Regions from separate parts of the Muntiacus reevesi genome. Here region 2 is linked to region 1. A link is a contact called in public Hi-C data. All regions are on one chromosome and are shown on one strand. Each heading gives the region's core, a stretch centred on a gene start, on an enhancer-like site or on the middle of the called end of the contact. The rest is flanking DNA. Distances are from core to core; before and after follow the strand shown. Region 1 holds the start of MYBL1 (MYB proto-oncogene like 1). Region 2 holds the start of ADHFE1 (alcohol dehydrogenase iron containing 1).

The links. A called contact is a pair of places that touch in the nucleus more often than the background predicts.
Region 2: a contact with region 1 is called in a Hi-C map of muscle, with 5 times the contacts expected there. The contact joins the promoter of ADHFE1 here to the promoter of MYBL1 in region 1. A contact is called at or near these places in 2 of 3 Hi-C or Micro-C datasets (blood and muscle).

Annotation. Positions count from the first base shown.
Region 1 is chr12:48,048,777-48,053,427 of mMunRee1.1, forward strand. MYBL1 (MYB proto-oncogene like 1) reads left to right here and starts at 2,472. Exons shown (of 16, transcript XM_065903138.1): 1 at 2,472-2,914. The coding sequence starts at 2,895.
Region 2 is chr12:48,205,881-48,210,786 of mMunRee1.1, forward strand. It overlaps ADHFE1 (alcohol dehydrogenase iron containing 1), which reads right to left and starts at 2,353. Exons shown (of 13, transcript XM_065902888.1): 1 at 2,276-2,353. The coding sequence starts at 2,331. RRS1 (ribosome biogenesis regulator 1 homolog) reads right to left here. Exons shown (of 1, transcript XM_065902863.1): 1 at 3,950-4,906. The coding sequence ends at 4,455.

The sequences.
Region 1 (4,651 bases), core at 1,222-3,721:
AATAGATAGACAAAATCTAATCATGGAAGTGGTTTATACAGCTCTATTGAAACTACACTGTATTAGGTACTATATTAAACCAGCGTAAGCTTTTCACACTAACACTGGCAAATCTTTGGAGTACTTGGCCTTTCTAGGATAAGAAGCTGGTACAGTCATCTGAAAGATAAGCATGGTGTACCTTCTGCTTATTTATTTACTGTTAGTAATAATGAGGTGATTTATTTAAAGATTTGGAGTGAGAAAGTAAATCAGTACATAATTAAAACTCATTTTTATAGTTACAAATGAGTTTTTAAAACTAAGACAGTTTTCAAGGAAATTTCCAGCACTCGTCCCCAGCCTTTGCCCCTGTTTGGTATTTCCCCCTCTATTTCTGTGGAAAGACTTGGGAAGCATTTACAGACTATTCAAAATAAACCCCTGGAGTGCTGAGGAGTACATGTGTGACAATGTTCCTTGTGTTTTCAGCTTTTGGTGATTACAAATAAGGCCACTGTAAACATCTGTTTTCCAAAGTGGCTGTTTCATTTGCCTTCCTATCAGCAATGTATGAAAGTTATATTTGCTTGGCCTCTTCATTTCCACCAACACTAGTACAGTATTCCCCCTCCCATTCTAAAAGCTGTTCAGTGGTACCTCCAGTGCTTTTACTTTGCATTTCTCTAATGATTAATGATGTGGAGCACCTACATGCTACTTATTTGCCATTTGTATATCTTTTTTGGTGAAGTGTCTGCCCTAATCTTTTGCCCATTTTTTATTGCTTTTCTCATTACTGAGTTTTGAGAAATAAAATTTATTTATTAAAGATATGTTTTGATTTAAAAAAAAAAAACCAAGTCACAGGTTATGGTATCTTTGAGTATGTGTACTCAAATAACTATGAACCACTTGCCCACATTTTTTTTTTCACATTTTGTTTTTTTGTAAGTAATTTAAATGAATCTGCAATGTTATCTTTCTGAGGAATCATTTTCTCTATCTCTAAAATGAAAAGAATTCGCTTCGCTGTCAAAATCTAAAATAACTCTCTTCAAGCTCTAAAATAGTATTCTGTATAAAACCGACTACAGCCTAAAATATAGCAGAATCTCTGCCTCTTGTTAGGATGTAAATAAGCGGAGCAATGCATGGCCCAGGAGTAAAGAAAACATTGTTTTCAAAAGACATTACTTTCTAAATTAGGTTTTCTTTTTTAAGTGAACTAGCGACATAGTAAGGAATGATTTGAAAGAAAGGCTGTTTTACCTTACCAGAATCCATACCTTGAGAAAAAGGAACTATAAAAAGGCAGGTGTTTTAAGTTTTGAAAGTAGTGCATGCAAGCTCTTCTTAGTACACATTTGCACCTGCATCTCTGATTTGCAAAAACTGATGCGTAAAATTTCAAAATAGCAAAATATAAGTCTGTTACAATATTAACGTGGTTTCGTGCTCTATGCAGTAGAGCATGTTACCTTGCAAATTTGCATCCTTTACCATTTCTAATCGTTACTGTAGTTAATCTATTTCCATGCTGCTTGAACTGAGCATTTCGTAGGTATTAGTCTTGAAACCTCTAGAGTAGTAACTGCCAGAAGGTCCTGGAGTGCGGTTCCCCCCTTCCTCCCGTCTTTCTTGCGAGAGAAGGTCACCTTCTACCGTTGACTACTCATTTATCTGGGCGAAATTCCCAGTCTGCTTCTGCCTTTCTGCATTCTCCTTCTGGACCAGGGCTCCTTCACCGAGCGCAGCAGTTATTTCCCGAAGAGTCGGATAGGAGATTAAATACTTTGAAGGCCAGCTGTAGACCCGGATTATCTCCCTTTCCCGTTCCATGTGTCTAACTAAAAACTTTTTCACCTGTCACACTCCTGCTCCTTCCCGCTACAGAGTCGTCGCTAGATCAGTAGTTATGATGTCTGGGGAAAAAAAAAAAAAAGCTCGCATTTTTGCTTAAACAGTAACGGCCGCGCAAATTTTATGGTTAGGTTTGTCTCAAATCCAAAGACTGAGCCTCCCAACTAGTGAGGAGGGATGCCCCCGAGAACTGATGCGCTGTGGCCGAGAGAAGGCTGCGGTGGACGGGACAGCTCAAGCCCCAGAGACACCCTCCCTCCGTGCTCCGGGAGAAGCTTGGACTCTAGCCGCCGCTTCCGGACACGCCTCTCGGAGAGTCTGGAACTCACTTTCCCAGCAGGCCCCGCGCGGCCCTTGGCGCCCCGCCCCCTCGGGTGTGGCGCTCGGGGCGCTCCGGGTCCTGTCACAGCAAGACCTGTGAGCCGGGCCTGTGGCCACACCCCCTGGCTCCCAGCTCCTTCCCGGACTCCCGCGAGTTCCAGTCCCGGCTTCCAGCTCCCCAGCCCCGCCCTCAGTCGCGCGCGCTCTCCCCACCCCGCCCTCGTTCCCCCGCGTGCGGCCGCCACAGCCAATGAGGTTTGGGGCAGCGTGCGCAGATTCAAACGGCGGCTCTTGAGGGAGGCTGGGCGCGAGATTCGGCGGTGCGGACAAAACCCTGCAGGAGGCTAAGAGCCCTGCAGAGCTGCCCGCTGCGGGGAGAGGGCGGGGGTCGGCGCCCGCGGCAGAGCCGCGCAGGGACCGAGGCGAGGAGGCTAAGAGACGGCAGAAGGGGCCAGGAGAGAGAGGGAGCGCGCCTGCTGACATGTTGGGGGCACCCCTGACCGGGCCGGGCCGGGGCTAAGGAGCGGTGCTGCGGGCCGGGGGCGGGTCGCGGTCCGCCCCTGCCTCCCTCCGTCCTGCCCTGCCGGGGACCTGCGTTCCGCACTCGGTCGGCCTCGGAGCGGGAGCGAGGGAAGCGGCGGGGGAGGGTCGGGGAGAAGGAGCATTCGCCCGAGGCTGGAGGAGGCTGACCCGCGTCCCCGCCCAGCCCGCGCCTATGCGGTATTTGAAGGATGGCGAAGAGGTCGCGCAGGTGGGTGACATCCCTTTCGCCCAGGCCTTTGGGCACAGCCTCGGCCCAGATTCCCTTTCCATTCCCGCTGAGTTTTCCCCCCGCGCCTACCCGGGCCCTCCAAGGCCGGGGCAGAAGTTTTCCTTCCCGCTGCCCTACAGCCGCCTCGGCCCACTGGCCAGAGCGCAGCCGTGACGTGTGGAGAGTTGGGGACCAGGGCATTTCGGACTCTAAAAGTGAGTAATAGATGCCCTGGCGACTCCTTGGAGTCGATTCTCCCCACAGCGCACGTCCAGCCTCCCACTGTCCCACAGCCGCTTCTTGGGATTTGTTGGCAGGTAAGTCGGTGCGCTTTCAGGGAATACGCTCCGCACCGGAAGGTGGTGGTGTCCTGCCCGGGCCTGAAAATGCTGTTTCTAGGACCTCTCTCTCTGAATTCCTGAGCCAGTTACAAACAGGGGCTCTGTGATACACGTGGGTTGGGGACCCCTCTGCTACCCTGAAAGATGTGGAAGTCCTCTGAGGAATAGCTGAGGAGAGAGTACTTTTTTTGATGTTTACTGTGATTACCATACCCATGGTCACAGTTTCCTTCTACTGGGAAGATGTCACACTGTTAACACCAGTAGCTTGATCTTAAAGTAAAACAATGTTTGATTCGCTTAATATTTTGTGTGTGCCTTGAACTCTGACTGTACCTGAGGGCTGCATAGAGGTAGGGCATTTCTTTGGTGGTGGTGGTTTTTGGAAAACTTGCTAGGGTGTATTTATGCATTTCGGTTTTATTTAAAGGTCACTCTAGTAGCTACTCCTAAACTGAGTGTGTAGGAATCACTCATATGACAAAAAACACCAGGGTGTCTTTTAGTTGTCAGTGTTATTCAATAAATATGAAAAGTTGTTTGACAGAGTTTCCAAATGGTTTTATTTATCTGGATCCACAACTTCAAAGTCTCAATTAGAGGTGTATTTCCCAAGTTGAAATTTAGTAGTAACTTCATTCATTTCAGATGTCTGTTAAAAATTGTCAACAATCAGTCACACCATAGTATTTGTTGCGCTATTCATTTATTAAGCATCTACTATATGTAAGGTATTTTTGCAGAAATCAGCATAGAATGTAATTAAGTCCCTGTTAGATTAGTATTTTGTACCAACTACAGAATAGATCAAACTTTTGAAGTGGAACAAATACACACACACACACTTGAAGAGGATTTTCAACCTAGGTGCTGTTAATATTTGGGATCAGATAATTCTTTGTATTGGGAAGGCAGTGGTGGGGGCAGTGGGGATTGCTGTCCTGTGCTTTGTAGAATGTATAGCAGCATCCCTGGCCTCTGTCCCATGGATGCCAGTAACACCTCACTTCCCCAGGTGTGACAATCAGAAAAATGTCTTCATATATTACCACCAAATGTCTGTTGGGGGGTAGAATCACCCAGGTGAGAATTACTGCTCTAGAACATCAAGGACCTGACTTGTCCATCTTCAGAAAAGATAGATATTAAAAGCTCCTGTAACTATAATTACTGAGGTATTAATTTAGGCCTTTTCTTTTGAATTTTTAAACATCCTTCTTTAAGCAAGATGACAGATGAATATGTCAACTCGGTAACAGGAGTTTGTATCAGTGTGCAGCATTATCTACTTGTCCGTATTGATGTTAATCTTATTTGAAACAGTTTCTTGGCTAGTGCTGTCATCAACAGTTAGTTATGGTTAGACATGGATACTTGAATGTCAGAAACCTGCCTT
Region 2 (4,906 bases), core at 1,103-3,602, 160 kb after region 1:
GGCTCAGGGATTTCGTTGCATCCCCAGCCCCGCCCTCCGTGTCCCCCTAAACTGAGATCACACCTGTCACCTTCTTCTCCCCAATCCCTCACCTCAATCTGCTCCTCCACAGATATCCCACGTCCTCCTCTTTCTAGAGCTTCCCTCCCTTAGCCTCCACATCCTGGTCGCCTCCTAGTCCTTGGTCAGCCCCTTCTCTGGCCTTCTGTTCTGTTGACCGCCATCCGATTGAGCCGCACAAAAGGGATTGTGTTTCTACTGCCCAGGGGACCCTGTCCTGGTGGGTCCCGCAGGTAAGCGCGTGCATACCCCCCAGCCCCCATCCCCACCCCCGACCCCCGCCTGCAAACTTGGACTGAAAACACCTGAGAGGGGAGAGGGGAGAAGGGAAAGGGGAAGGAAGGAAAAGCGTGAAACTCAATGATGGTCAAGATCTCCGAAACTGAATTAAGTGAACTCGGGCGTGGGCGGGTGTGAGTCGCCAGCGTGAGTCGAGGTTGCCATCTGGTGGGCGCGGTGGAAAGCGCCACGTGTAAGAGTTTCCCCTGGAGCGTCCCAGAGGGCCTGAGCCATCTGCAGGCTCCCGCGGGGAAAACCGAATAATGCACGGTCCCAGCGTTGTCCTTCACTTGGCATTACCTTCTAGGTCCTTCTCTGCTTTATGCCCCTCCAGGACAAGAAGAGGGACTCAAAGGGAAGGAAAACGACACTGTGGGAGGACACTCCGCTTCTCTTTTTGTTATATAACTTGCAAGCTCTCAGTAAGTCAGTCAGTTCAGTCGCTCAGTCGTGTCCGACTCTCTGCGTCCAAGCTCTCAGGCTACCTCAATTCATCATTTCTATTCCTCAGTTGTGGTCTGAATCCCACCTCCTCTTGCCTTCTTTGGACCTCCACCTGTCCCCTATGTCCCAGCCTTCCCCTTATTTGATCCTTGTCATCATAGTTAAGAGTTTCATGCTTAAAACTCTCACCCTCCTCTCCCCTCTGGCTTGCTCATCCTCTGGTTTCTCTTTTACTCATCCACATCCTGCTGACTCCATTTCCTTGACCTCCTGAACTCTGCAAAGTTATAGCCAGGCTCTCGTCTACACACCTTCTGGGATTGGCACAATTATCTTGATTTCCTTCCTGGTATCACTGATAAACTGGCCACATCTTAGCAAAGGTCAGCCTCTCCCCTGCACACTAAATCTCAGCTCTGCTCAGCTTCTCAAAACATCACTACCAACAGTTCTTCCTTTGCTCTCCTGCATCATCAACCCCCCGATCCCCAGCCACCCCCTCCCCCTCCCCCGCAACCCAGTTTGGGATTGACATGTACACGCTACTGTATTTAAAAAGGATAACCAACAAGGACCTAATGTATAGCAAGTACATAGAACTCTGCTCAATGCTATGTGGCAACCTGGATGGAAGGGGAGCTTGGGGGAGAATGTATACGTGTATATGTGTGGCTGAGTCCGTTTGCGGTTCACCTCGGTCTTCACATCCCTCCCTCTTTCCTGCACCCCTGTCCTCTGCGTCCTGCACAGGCCCGTTTCACCCCTGTGCACGTGCTCAGTGGCTAAGTCATGTCACCGTGACTCCATGGACTGGTCCCTGGGATTTTCCAAGCAAAAATACTGCAGCAGGTTGCCATTTCCTTCTCCAGGGGATCTTCCCCACCCAGGGATCAAACCTGCCTCTCTGGTGTCAGCATTGGCAGAGGTTTCTTTACCACTGTGCCACCTGGGAAGCCCCAAAATAAGGACACTGCATTGGCCAGGAATCAGAACCCAGACCTCCCACGTGGCAGGCAAGAATGCTACCACTGAACCAACGCCTAACTTCACTGCTATTCCCCTCAGGCAGTTCTCTGCTAACTTTAAACTGATCCAAAGCCTTTCGTCCTTGTACCCCCAGCACCTAGAATAGTTTCTGGTGCATTACCACACATACACACAGTATACATGTGCTGATTGGATACAGGCATTCGTCTTGGGCACTGTGCCAAGCTGTCCGCTGTCTGCCTCGACTGGGACCTGGAGCTCTCCTCTCGACCTTAGCTCCCTTAACGGTAGATCAGGCGAAGTATAAGCGGCTGCGTTTGGCTGCTTGGCTACTTAGCACACTGACAGCAGAGTCCAGGCCGCCGCGCTCTGCGGTACCGCGTCCCGGAAAGTGATCGGAGGAAAAACACGCGGGCCCGGGTGGGTCGCTCCCCAGGGGCTGCGTGGGCTCGGCCGCACCCTCGGGTCCCCTGGCTGCCCGCCCGTCCGGCCGGCCCGCACTCACGCTGCGCGTTGCAGAAGCCTCAGCAAGTGCACTACCCGGGCACGAGCGGCGGCCATGGCTGAGCCGAGTCCTCCTCCCGGCGACGCCCCCTCCGCCGCCGGCCAATCCCGGGCTCCGCTTCTCCTCCGCCCACCCCGCCGCGCAGCTCACCGGCTCCGCGCGGTCCCCCGCCCCAGCCACAGCGCTTGGGAACATTTTCCCACTAGTTGAAGCTACGGCTGCTCCAGCTGCAAAGTCTCATCGTCCACCTTTGAAATTGCCATACAGGTAACTGCTCCGGAGGGTTTTTGCCTGCTCTGATGTCTCTAGATAAAACGCTCTATTTCACAAGGCAAGGACATGGGGGACGGAGAAACAAGGGCAGCACCCCCCACCCCGTCCCAAATCCTTTAAATTGCTATTTTGCCTTCTTAAGTGTATTTTCAGAATAAACTAACACAACTGCATTTAAATTTGTTTTAACGGTAAATAAGAACCTTGCAAAAAATCCGTGTTTTTTTTTTTTTAACAAGACTAGTTTTGTTTGCAACTGCTAGATCAAGTCACAAAAGCCAGAAAAATTCCCAAACAAAACTCTAAAGAACAAAAAATCCCAGACAGTTGAGAAGAATTTAAAAAGTGTTAAATGCTCTATTAACGGTTTGGCTTTGGAAGAAGCTGTTCAGGATACCATTATGTTTTCTTTTTGTAATCAATGGTTAAAACTTGCCATGGTTACATGAGAAGGGAGAGCTTACAGCACCAAGTGCTCCAGGCCCCAGTGGAAACGATGATCAGTGATGGCACAGTTCAACTTTGTCAGAAGGTATGAGACAGTAAGTTGAAAATCTGTGTTTTTAGTAACCTATTATGAAATCGGAATTAATCTCGTCTTCATAGCAATTTCTAGAAGTAACTTATAAAAACTGGACAACAATGGAAAGATGAGACAAACTCTCAGTTTCCTATCAGGTGTCAGACCAAAAAGCAAGAGTAGGGTGGCTCACCAGAGCTATAATAGCAGAAAAGCCCCCCATTCTAGATCTGTATACTGTGAATCCTTTTCAGGAGGTATTTAGTTTTACAAAGATGAGTTACTTAAATCTGTTAGGGAAGGACACCCAGGATAACTGTGAATGTTTCACCTCCTAATTAGATCAGCTCAGGTCAATTTGACAAACCAGTCAAAAGATAGTAGTAATATTGCAAGTAAGGATTTTGTAGGTTTCTTTCTCTTTTCCCCAAACAGATCCCACCTGAAGCTTTAAAAAAAAATCTGCGATATAAATACTGATAAAGATTTAAGTATAAAATTAGGATTAGGACTTCCCTGGTGGTCCAGTGATCAGGATTCCACACTCCCAATACAGGGGGCCTGGGTTCGATCCCCAGTCTGGGAACTAGATCCCACATCCTGCAACTAAGACACAGCACAGCCAAATAAATAAACATTAAAAAAAAATTATGATTGAGGATTATTACCATTATTTAGTGAAGCCCATATTTATCATTTACAGCAAATTAATGTTTTCAGTGTTGAAAAGCATCAAATTTTGTTCGTGAAAGAGATATACTTTCAGTATTATATCTGACACCAAAAGCAGGATGAGTTTTTCTAATAAAGTGGCCTTGCTGAAATCATAATTTAGCTGCTACATTTTCTAGAAAGTAAATGAAAATAATCTGTACCAGGTATCCAGGTTATTGGCTTTACTTAAGATTTGTACCAATAGCCAAAAAGTTAGAAGCAACATTAGACACAGACACATTTTTAATATAAAACCTTTACAAGTCTTGAAAATGTAACCTTTTTGTTCCCACCTGCTTTGATAAATACACAAACTTGTCATCAAAATAATGCAGAAACCAGCTATTAAGTCTCTCCCTTAAACCCCATCCAAGGTTTAAAAAGAAAAAAAAGTCTGCTTAAAAGTAAAACTCATTCCTAGTTTTCACAGATTCTTTCCCTAAATCAGATATCCTTAAATACAACCTCTAATCTCCAGCCAGTTTTAGTTGTGAGAAATACATTAATTTGTCCAGTCCAACATTTACATATCATCTTCAGAGGAGGGCAGACCTGGCCCTTTAACTTCAAGCTCAATGAAGGCAGTGGCCAAATTTTGTGCATCTGGGTACTGTATCTAGAACTTAGCATTAAGTACAGTTCTTGATTTAGGAGAAGGTCCAAGCATGAAATTTACTTCCTCCTCTTTCCTCCTTGGTGTTGCCCCCCTTTTCTCTTGCCACTCATGCCGGGAGGCCCGGAACTCATCTTGCCTCCCAAACCCCCTTTCCTCTTCCCTCCTTGGCTGGGCGTGCTCCCTTTCCTCTTCCCCCCAGGACCCTGTCGGCCCCCCTTTCTCTTGCCCTTCTGACTCATTTTCCTCCGCTTAGCCGCCTCCTCCTGGTCCTCCTCTCTCATCTGCTTATTGGTGGCCCTCGTAATGTCCAACTGAGGCTTTTTGCTGTTCATCACTCGAAGCATCTCCAACTGGCTCTTTCTCTCGGCCGCAAAGTCCCCGAAAAGAGGCTGAAACTTCCTCTTCTTGCCGGAGCCCCTGGGCGCCTTCTCCTTGGGCAGGCGCTCCTGGAAGCGCCCCACAGAGGCAGTGGAGACCTTGGCCACCTGCATGGCGCGGCCCAGCTCCT